Regions from separate parts of the Mus musculus genome. Here region 1 is linked to region 2. The links are chromatin contacts, called in public promoter capture Hi-C maps. All regions are on one chromosome and are shown on one strand. Each heading gives the region's core, a stretch centred on a gene start, on an enhancer-like site or on the middle of the called end of the contact. The rest is flanking DNA. Distances are from core to core; before and after follow the strand shown. Region 1 holds the start of Drd1 (dopamine receptor D1). Region 2 holds the start of Nxnl2 (nucleoredoxin-like 2).

Region 1 (5,632 bases), core at 625-3,124, 2.9 Mb before region 2:
CATTTTCCAGAGTCCTTGGCAAGTCATTAGGGGAAGTCTTACTCCTCAAATTGCCCTCAGGTCACCTCCAGCTTCCTTGTTACAATCCTAAGTGTTACTACATTGTTGCTTCTTCTTCAAGTGCTAGCTGGAGGAGCACTTTCCCTCCCTGAGGGAGTCCTCCCTCCTCCAGCGTGCTCAGTCCTGCCCTAAAGGATCCCTAAAGTTTCCACAGCTTCCTGCGCGTCCAGAGGGCCCTTTGTCCTCATCTTCCTCATTTCAGGGAATTGCAGGGTAGGAAGAGCAAGAGGAGTTGCAATTCCAGACTCACACAACCATCTTGGACTGGAAACATCCTCTAATTTGTGTTCGCTGGTCAAAAATGAAGAAGTATGGTGAAACAAAGTTCCAATTGCGTAGAGAGCGACTGCTTCAGGGATGAGAATCCCCTGAGGGTTTTACCCTGTGCTGACTCACGGCTCTAAAGCAGAGTTTCTCAATGTGTGAATTTTGACCCCTTATGTGTATGTGTGTGTGTGTGGGGGGGGGGGGGGTCACATAACAGACAGCCTGCATATCACATATTTATAGTATGATTTATAACACTAGCAAAATTACAGTTATAGAGTGCAACAAAATAATTTTTTGGTTGGGGGTTGCCACATATTGCAGCATTAGGAAAGTTGAGAGCCACCATTCTAAAGGCATGTGGTTCTTGGGGTATATGTCTGATCACCAGTCTGTGGAACTTGGTGTGTGGCAGCAAGACTGCCAGTGGGAGGACAAACCGGGAGCACAGGTGGAGGAGGACTGGTGTCAATCATTTGACTACATCCAAAACCAAGATATGATTTCTGCTGGCTAATTAGGAGAGCTATTTAGGTTGTATAGAGAAAATTCGGGCATTCAGTGTGGTGTGTGGTTCTCATGGAGACAAGACTACTACCTTTTTTTTTTTTTTTTTTTTTTTTTTTTTTAACTGGTCTCTGAAGAATTTCTGGCCACCAAGGACTGACTGAGTCCATATCTGGTCCCAACTCTTAAATAAGTATTTCATTTAATTTTTACATCAGTAAGCACAGGAGTCCAGGCAAAGTGATTTCCAAGTTCCATACTTAATCTCTTTTCACACAGATGGGAAGGCACTCTGGGGCTGCGTCTATGCACTAAACGTCTCTGAGGCCACACATTCCTGTCTCTGCTTTATCCCTGTGCTAATTGTTTAGATAGTGGGCTCCATCCTAGACACGGCTGTGCAAGCGACAGTCAGGCAGACAGGCCACCATCTTCATTAGCTACTGTGTTAACGTGGAGTAGAGCCCACAGTCTTTCTGAGCATCACTGTCCACACAGATGAAATGAAGCTGTGCAAGCCAATAAGGAAGGAGTTTTGCAAGATGTCGAACATCATGAGGTGTGTGTGTGTGTGTGTGTGTGTGTGTGTGTTTAGGGGACACAGAGGCTGCTGAGTTTATGCCAGGTCTCTGATCACTTGCACAATAAGTTGACATGTTGTTCTCACTGCTGCTCCAGCCTTGGCACACAGGGGACACAAAAGGAAAATCATGGCTTAGAGAATAAAATGCTAGCCAAAGGGACTTCTTATTCTTGTGAGTTTTTAGGGGCATTTCAAACGAGGGAGGCTAGAGCGCGGAAGACCTGCCTCTCACCGTCCAGATTCTGGCAGAAGGGGACAGGGAAAAGCATGGTCGAGGCCCTGCATCTTGGTTACACACACTGGCTGAGGCCCCTGTGATCTGAACCTGCTAGGGCGCAGGCGGGGTGTAGGAAACCAGAGGCCCCGGCAGAGGGCGCCGGGTACCTGCTGAGAGTGCGGCACCGTGTTTGGGGTGCTTGTGGGGCGCGGGTCACGGGCTGCACTCGTGAGTTGACCGCAGAAGCGCCTTGGCGGGCGGAGCGCGGAGAGCAGAGCGAGCGGCACAGGAGAGGGCGCAGGGTTGGCGGAGTCGGGGAGCGTGGTCTCCCAGATCGGTGAGCACTCTCGTCCTGGGGCTTCCCGTACCCCTGCTGCGGGGCACTCAGTGACAACTCAGCGACGTGGGCAGTGTCCAGGACTAGCAGGGCGTGGGTGTGGGTAGGGTCAGCTCTGACCCCGAGCTTTGGGTGGAACTTGGAGTTGACCCGGAGAGGCGCTGAACGAGAGTTTGGTTTACTTGATTTGAGCATCAGGATTTGTTCCTCAGGTTCTGTCTTGTGCCAGGGTCCCCCGGGGAGGGGTGGGGGGATCAGGTAGCCAGAGAGGGCACAGCGATTAGGTAGGCGTCCCACACCCCTGCTCCAGCTGTGCCTTCAGTGAACCACGTGTGGCTGTCGCCCGCCACTCTGCCTGTCAAGCTCAGCCCACCACCGGGGCCGGGAGGGGACGCGGAGGCGGGGTGGGCTGTGCCCCGCTGGAACCCAGCCGGCCGGTGCCCTCGCTCGCTCGAGCTGTTGTGCTTGCCTGGAGCTCCTGCCACTGCTGACAGGGAGCGAGCGGGTGGCTCCCCAAGGAGGCTCAGGGTCCTGCCCTAAGAACGAGGAGCCAAAGGGGTGCCCAGAGCTGGGCTTCCTCAGACAGGACAGAAGCTGTTCCAGTCCTGGAGGTTCCTCTCCCAAGGAAGCTCCGAGAACCCTCCTGGGGGCGGGGGCAGCAATCTGTAGGTGGGCAAGGTAGCAGGAGGGGCGCCGCTTCCCTGGCACCTGGCCTGGGATTCCTTTCCCAAATCCATCCCAGAGATTTTTCTGCATGAGGAGGGGGAACACTTGCTCTGCTGGAGGGACTCGTTGAGTCCAGGGGTTTTGGGAGAAGTGACTCTAAAGCAAGGTAGGTGGTCTTGATGGACTTGTCCAGGGGGTGATGGGCTGAGATTTTGTGTAGCCAAATAGGAGGTCTGCACAGAGTATTGGTGAACGACTTTGTGTTTCCCTTTGCTTTTTAGGGCATTTGGAGAGATGTGGCACCAGGGGCTTGAAGGAGAAATGCATGTATTTTAGGCTGTGTCTCAGAAGAAGAGGCAGCATCCCCGAAAAGTGACTGAGATTGACCAGGAAGAGGCCCCAGACTCTTAGAGTATGCTTAAAAGCCTATGCATTCCTTGGGGAATCTAGGGACCAGCGGATGCCAGGGAACAGCGACCTGGAGCACTGAACCCAGAAGACAGGTGGAAAGCAAGCGGCTCTTCTTCCTGGTATGGCTTGGATTGCTATGGAGATGCTCCTGATGGAACACCATTGTGCTTTTGTCCAGACAGCAACTGGGGCTGGAGAAGGGGCTGGGTGGTGAGTGATTGGGGGAAGTCTGGCTAAGCCTGGCCAAGAACGTGAGGGCTAAGCCACCGGAAGTGCTTTCCTTCTGGAAGATGGCTCCTAACACTTCTACCATGGATGAGACTGGCCTGCCAGTGGAGAGGGACTTCTCCTTTCGCATCCTCACAGCCTGTTTTCTGTCCCTGCTTATCCTGTCCACTCTCTTAGGGAATACCCTTGTCTGTGCCGCTGTCATCAGGTTTCGACACCTGCGGTCCAAGGTGACCAACTTCTTTGTCATCTCTTTAGCTGTGTCAGATCTCTTGGTGGCTGTCTTGGTCATGCCCTGGAAAGCTGTGGCTGAGATTGCTGGCTTTTGGCCCTTTGGGTCCTTTTGTAACATTTGGGTAGCCTTTGACATCATGTGCTCCACGGCATCCATCCTTAACCTCTGTGTGATCAGCGTGGACAGGTATTGGGCTATCTCCAGCCCTTTCCAGTATGAGAGGAAGATGACTCCGAAGGCAGCCTTCATCCTGATTAGCGTAGCATGGACTTTGTCTGTTCTCATATCCTTCATTCCAGTGCAGCTAAGCTGGCACAAGGCAAAACCTACATGGCCCTTGGATGGCAATTTTACTTCCCTGGAAGATGCCGAGGATGACAACTGTGACACGAGGTTGAGCAGGACATACGCCATTTCATCCTCCCTCATAAGCTTTTACATCCCCGTAGCCATTATGATCGTCACTTACACCAGTATCTACAGGATTGCCCAGAAGCAAATCCGGCGCATCTCAGCTTTGGAGAGGGCAGCAGTCCATGCCAAGAACTGCCAGACCACCACAGGTAATGGAAACCCTGTCGAATGCTCTCAATCAGAAAGTTCCTTTAAGATGTCCTTTAAGAGGGAGACTAAAGTCCTGAAGACACTGTCTGTGATCATGGGGGTATTCGTGTGCTGCTGGCTCCCTTTCTTCATTTCGAACTGTATGGTGCCCTTCTGTGGCTCTGAGGAGACCCAGCCATTCTGCATTGATTCCATCACCTTCGATGTATTTGTGTGGTTTGGCTGGGCGAATTCCTCCCTGAACCCCATTATTTATGCTTTTAATGCCGATTTTCAGAAGGCATTCTCGACCCTCTTAGGATGCTATAGACTCTGCCCTACAACGAATAATGCCATAGAGACTGTAAGCATCAACAACAACGGGGCTGTGATGTTTTCCAGCCACCATGAGCCCCGAGGCTCCATCTCCAAGGACTGTAATCTGGTTTACCTGATCCCTCATGCTGTGGGCTCCTCTGAGGACCTGAAGAGGGAGGAGGCCGGTGGCATACCTAAGCCACTGGAGAAGCTGTCCCCGGCCTTATCGGTCATATTGGACTATGACACCGATGTCTCTCTAGAAAAGATCCAACCCGTTACCCACAGCGGACAGCATTCAACCTGAATATTGGGTTCTCATCTCTGAAGCTATGAGTTCCCTAGGGCTTGCTGTTAAGAAATTAACACGAGACCCCTCTGCTGCTTTTGGACAGTTACAGAACTTCTCCAACTCACTGACTCCAGTGTATTCTCTAGCCACAAGGGAAATGACTTAGGCTCTGAAATCCTTTTTGAAGCATTATCTTAGGACACTCTATATATATATATTTAAAAAAATAATAGGGCCAAAAGTCAACTGTAAACAGCTTCACTTAAAAATCAAACTTTCCAGGAAGGAAGTGTGAGAGTTGTTTGCTGTATCCAAACAGGTGCTAAAACTGTCCAAGCAGTTTTCAGATTGTAAAGGTAGGTGCATGCCTTTGTTAATTAACTTCTCTGACAATAATTGAGCCTTACAGCAAGAGTGGGATTTCTTTTTTTTTTTTCTTTCTCAGAATTGACAGATGCATTGTTGATAATGGTTTTATTTATTTATTTATTTATTTATTTATTTATTTATTGTATTATATGGATATTTTAAATTTATCATAGTGAACCTATATTTAGCTTATTTAATAGACCGAACCAATGTTAAATCAGAGACTGAACTGTCCATTGTACTAGCACTTCATGAGCCAATGAAACAGTACACATAGACTCTGAGATTCTGAGCTGGGAATGACTTCTGGGAAGGCAGCAAAGGCTGATGTGGTGGTTCCTTAACTCAACACAGACACAAATAAACACAAGGTAAGAAGTGACTAACACTACCAATGCTCTGCCCCTAAAAATATTTTGGAAAGATATGTTTTTTAAAAAAGAAGCTACTATTGTGTTCTGAATGTTTTAAATGGCAGAGGCTTTCCCCGAGGCAAATTTGCACTTCTGTAAATATCTCTGTAAAAGCCAGCTCAAGAAGAAATCCAACTTTAGATTTCTGTCTGAATGTCGAGGAAGAGCATATGCCACTTTGTATTT
Region 2 (5,445 bases), core at 2,031-4,530:
GAGCAACATAGGGAGACTGTAAGATGTCCTCTAGAAAGGACTTCGAACAAGGCAGGGCCAGAAAAGAGCTGCCTTGGTGCCAGGAGCCTGAGGAGATCAAGAAGAACTAGAAATCTGAATCAGAGAGCCCTAAGCCACTGTCTACCCAAGAAATGAAGTCCAGGCTGATCTACTTTCCTTCCTTCCTTCCTTCCTTCCTTCCTTCCTTCCTTCCTTCCTTCCTTCCTTCCTTCCTTTCTCTCACTCTTTCTCTCTTTCTTTCTTTCTCTCTTTCTTTCTCTCTTTCTTTCTTCCTTTCTTTCTTCCTTTCTTTCTTTCTTTCTTTCTTTCTTTCTTTCTTTCTTTCAGATTTATTTATGTATTATATGTGAGTACACTGTAGCTGTCTTCAGACATCCCAGAAGAGGGCATCAGATCTCATTACGGATGGTTGTGAGCCACCATGTGGTTGCTGGAATTTGAACCCAGGACTTTCAGAAAAACAGTCAGTGCTCTTAACCGCTGAGCCATCTCTCCGACCCGTTGGTCTACTTTTCTACAACTCCAAACATATCAGGGAGGGGTACCCTAACACCTAGCAAGGTCCCAAAAGGCAGATCAGAGGCTAGGCCAGTAGGAGGATGGGAAGGTGCCTGCTAGGCACCATGGACACTGCCCACATCCCAGCCTATGAGGACCAGCATTGCAGTGATGTCACTCTAAGCTCTTCAAAGGTTCTCGTGGGAGTGGCAACCTGTAGCATGAACATCTGCAGTTGCTTAGAGACCTGGTTCCACTGTGTATGGTAATGCATGTCTATAAAGTTAGTACTCAGGAGGCTGAGGCAGGAAGGTCTCTTTCTAGGCAGATAAACTCAGTCACAGAGAAGGGGATAAGACGAAGGCCAGAAGGATGCGACAGATGTCGTAGTTATTCTCTTAAGACAGTTCTCTCACCTAAGCTAAAGCTGGCTGTTTCAGCTGGCCTGGCTGGCTGACCAGTGAGCTCCCAGGATCTGGCTGACTCCACCCCTTCTGGCTGACTCCATCCCTTCATTACTAGGGTTACATGCAGCCCTGTGTTTGTTTTTGTTTAACTTATGTGCTGGGGATTTGAACTTAGGTCTTCACACTTGCACGCTTACTCGCTGAGCCAGCGCCCCATTCTCCCTTACGTTGCTTTTGTCAAATATTTTGTCACAGCAATAAGAAAAGTAATATATACCGAGCCCTTTCACAGACTAGGTCAAGCTCATTCTCCGAGCATCTTTTTACTTAGTCATAAAACGTCTTTCCTACCATCCTCGCCAGCAACCCAGCGCCCTAGTCTCCAGAGGGGCAGAGTTCTCCGCCTAATTAGTGCCACCAGCACCATCTCAACTGCAAAACAAGTGTGTCCCTTAAAGCTACATGTAATTGAGTGTGCCACTGAGTCAAGTCACATTTTAAAGCACAGCCCTTGAAGCAGTTCTCAAGGGAGTCCTTACGCAAAGGCGATCAGCTGTCACTTAGACTTACTATCAATGGGATTTTCATGGTACCAGCATGAGTAAGGCCTCAAGCCTGCCCCAAGGCTAAGCAGCTTCCCCAGGGTTCTCCACCTCCCAGGGAATCACCAAAGAGAATGAGTTTAGGAAACCCCCAGGGAGGTGGTTCCGACAGTAAAGAGCTTTGCGAGCATGAGGGCATAAATTCGGTCCCGAAAAACCACATATAAAACACTCATAATCCCAGAGCTGAGAAGGCAGAGACTGATGTCCTAGGGCTCACTGGCCCGCTAGCCTAGCCAGCTAAGTGAATTACAGGAGAGTGCAAGGCCCTGTCTCAAAAAAGCAAGGTGGTGACATCTGCGAAATAATAGCAGAGGTTGTCTACTGACATGCATGCACAAGTGCACACTTGTGAACGTGCACACACGGACACATACACACAGAGAGAGAATAAGGGGGCTTCTAGTTATTATGAATCCATGGGACATCTCAAAGTTGGCTTTGCTTCGTTTTCCAGAAAGGATTCACCGGTAGCATCGCAACTTGGATAACAAAGCCAGGACCCAGAGTTAAAGGATACCCAGGAACTGACATCTGTCCTAGAAGCGGGCAGGTCTGGGGGACGTGTGTTATGAGATCTCCATCTGGACTCTTCCATACCCACCTCTCACCCTTTATTGCTTCTTCTCCTGAAACTCTCAAGCCCTGCCTGCTCTAACATCTGTAGTTAGGGAACTCCATTGCTGTAGGTAAAAATAAGTCGCAGAGATGGCTAGCTAATATTTGACCTAGCTCTTCCCGCTATGAGCGCTATGAGGCCCTCCCCACTTCTCCCGGGGTACATCCGCTCCCCCCAACTCAGCTCTGTGGATAAGGCGGGGATCCACAGCGTCAGGAGGGTGGCTTCCCACCCTTCCTTCTGCCCACTGATCAAGGAGCCTAGCTAAGGGATGCCAGCCAGCATCAGTACCAGTCCTGGGGCTCCTGAGACATGTGAATTCCTGACACTCCAATCGTAAAAGGCAGAAAACGCTGGCAGACCGGAGCCCCGTGGATGCTGAAACCAAGATTCGGGGGAATTGGCCCACATTGAGATCTGAACAGCAAAAAAGGCCAGATAGAAAGTTAAGGGCTCTGAAACAATAGCACGGTACAGGTGCAGTCCTGGGGGAGCCAGAGCGCCAGCCCCATGACCCCTGGGTCCCCACTCACTGCCGGTAGGGGTCGTGGAAGGGCAATGCCAGCCAGGAGCCGTGCAGCTCGCGCATGAAGTCCAACATCTCCTCCGCACTGCCGTCTGCCGACACGAAAACCACCTCGAAGGGAGCGGGCCGCCGCGCCTCGCTCACCAGCTCCGTGTAGAAGTCGCAGAGCAGCGGCGTGAAGTCGCGGCTGGGCGAGCACCGGCCCGCCGCAAAGTACAAAGCTACCACCTTGTTCTGCAGCGCCACCTCGGCCTCCACCACCGTGCCCTCCCGGGTCACCAGGCGCCGCCCGCCCAGCACGTCCACCATCGCCACGAGCTCGGCGTGAAGAGGACACAGTGGAGAGACGAGCCCTGGGCTGCACGGCCACCTGTTAGCTGGAAGATGACACTGAGCCTCCCGCAGCACTAGGCGCCTCTCAGCCCCGCCTTCTGCTGGAACAGCTCACCTTGAGCCGAAGGGAGGAGAGAGCACAGTGGCCACTCCAGAAGCTGCGACAGCAGCGATGACAGCTGGGTGCCCCGCACCAAAAAGCAGAGCCACGCCATCAACCTCTCCCACCCTCTATTTTATCCTGCCTTGCAAACCCTCTCTACCCACCAGAGTCCTTAACATCCACCAGAGCCCTGCCCCGCTCCACCTGCGCCCCGCCCACCGGCATCCTGTCTCGCTCACCCACAACTAGTCCGGACATCCGAGGCTTGTTCGGGTCCACGCCCCCATCCCACCCCACGGGCCCAGTTCCACACCACCTAATCCACTCCTGCTCTGTTCTGCGGACCGGAGTTCTGTTCCGCCCACCAGCCCCTCCCCACCTCACCCAAAAGAGCCTAGACTCACCAGGGTTCTGCCCCGCCCACTGCCCCTACTCCTCCATCCACGCCACGCCCCTCACCCTCCCTTGGAGAATCTTCCAGCCCTAGATAAGCCTTACAGCTTTCCTGGCTCCAGCTGGCCATCTCCAATCCGCCCTCCCAATCCAGAAAAGCATTCCCTCATTGAGCCTGGAGCCCCCACCCCCACCCCCCACCCCCGAAGCTGTTGTGTCTGCTTAGGGCCTCTGAAAAGGGTTGAGGAAGCTAAAGGGTTCTTCTACCTCTAATCGAAATAGGCAGGCTATGGGGAGCCTGGGCTCTTGTGTTCCGGATGTATACCTCCACCGCCCATATCCTGGAGTTCTGGAAGAAAATTGAGGGCAGATCTCAACGTTGACGGAGGAGAGCCAGAGTGCTAAAGATACGCAGGCGCTGTGACGGTCCAGAAGTTTTTACAGTAAGAAAGTTTCAGCTCCCTGCCAAGCTGGAGGAGGCACTCTTGTGGGTCAGCGTGTACCGGCACACCCAAAACCTTAGGGATCTAGATAACTAACCCTCAAGAGCAGTATTTTAAAAATTAAAGAGTAGGATCTGGAAAGATGGCTGAGTCATTAAGAGCGCTGGCTGGTGGCTCTTGCCGAGGACGCGTGTTCTTTTGTCAGCACCCTCAAGGTGGCTTACAAAACTTCTGAAACTCCAGTTCTAAGGGATCACACACCCTCTTCTGGCTTCTAAGGGCACCAGGCACACATATGGTACAATGCGGGCAACGCATTCATACACATAAAGTAAGAATAAATAAAACATATTGCAAAAAGGTTGTAGGAAATTATTGAAACTTAGAGGCGGTGACGGAAACCAGCATATAGGATCCCAGATCATGCCACTTTGGTGCGCTGGTTGTTTGGAGTTCTAAGCACTCTGAAAACAGCAAACCGAGGAGAGGTTTCTCTGTGCTTCCCCGTTGTGCCCTCAAGGCAGGTTTGCCGAGAGAACTGAACTGCCATCGACAGAGACTTTCACAATTCCCAGACAAACTGCCTGAGCCTCCTCTATCTCATGTGTATTCCTCCAAGGACCTGTTCATCTCCAGTAAGTGAGCTACGCCTGCCTTTCCCCTGTGGGGGTGGACTAAATCCCTCGACCCTGTCACATTCACCGGTAGTCACTTTTCTATCCCCATATCAACTGCTAAAGAGTGGTTTTCCCCTATGCACCTGCCAAGTGTCAGCTTATTCAACAGACACCATGGAATGTCTGTCCAGCCTGATTTTGGAAGCCTTCAGCTGCCCTCCCGCAGAGGCAGCCTATCATCTGCAGGGGTGATGGGACTCTACATTGCCTGGGTGCCCAACTTGACTGGTCCCCTCTCAGAGCTTCAGTGGACTCTGTAGAGACTTGGAGGGATCGTGACTTTCGATGTAGAACTTCAGGGGCCAGCAAGCTGGCTCTGTGGCTTTAGATATTTGTGGTTAAGTTCTAAGCCTGACCACCTGAGTTTGTCCCCTGATCTCAGTGGAAGGAGCAATCTTACTCCCAAAGGTTATCCTCCTGCCTCCTGCCTCTCTATGCAAACCACAGCACTTCAAAGAGTCAGAGCTTCAAGCAAAGCTTCAAGTTTATTGATGAAGAAGGACGGACACACTTGAGCCAAGTCAAGTGCGGCATCAGAACAGGAGCTAACTGTTGTCAATGTGATTTAGCATTCGGTGTTCCAATTTTAATATGTTCTCCATTTACCAAAGCTGAGGGAAACTAAAAAGAAAAAAAGTGTCCTTGGTCTTATTTCCTTGTTGTAAGATGTGAGGTTTTTGTTAAAAGGTTTATTTTAGAACTATTGATGTGTCTTTCGGTTGTACGGGTGCCCGTAGAAGCCAGAAGCGAGCATCGGCTCCCCTGACGCTGGAGTTAGAAGCAGTTGTGAGCCACGTGCTTTGGGCTCTTGGATCTCTAATCC

Evidence for each region. Promoter capture Hi-C pulls out the DNA fragments that hold promoters and counts their contacts.
Region 1: a contact with region 2 is called in a promoter capture Hi-C map of liver, with 6 times the contacts expected there. The contact joins the promoter of Drd1 here to the promoter of Nxnl2 in region 2.

What each region holds. Positions count from the first base shown.
Region 1 is chr13:54,051,900-54,057,531 of GRCm38.p6, reverse strand. Drd1 (dopamine receptor D1) reads left to right here and starts at 1,874. Exons shown (of 2, transcript NM_010076.3): 1 at 1,874-1,971; 2 at 2,919-5,632. The coding sequence starts at 3,339. The coding sequence ends at 4,679.
Region 2 is chr13:51,168,860-51,174,304 of GRCm38.p6, reverse strand. Nxnl2 (nucleoredoxin-like 2) reads right to left here and starts at 3,280. Exons shown (of 2, transcript NM_029173.4): 1 at 2,681-3,280. The coding sequence starts at 2,982.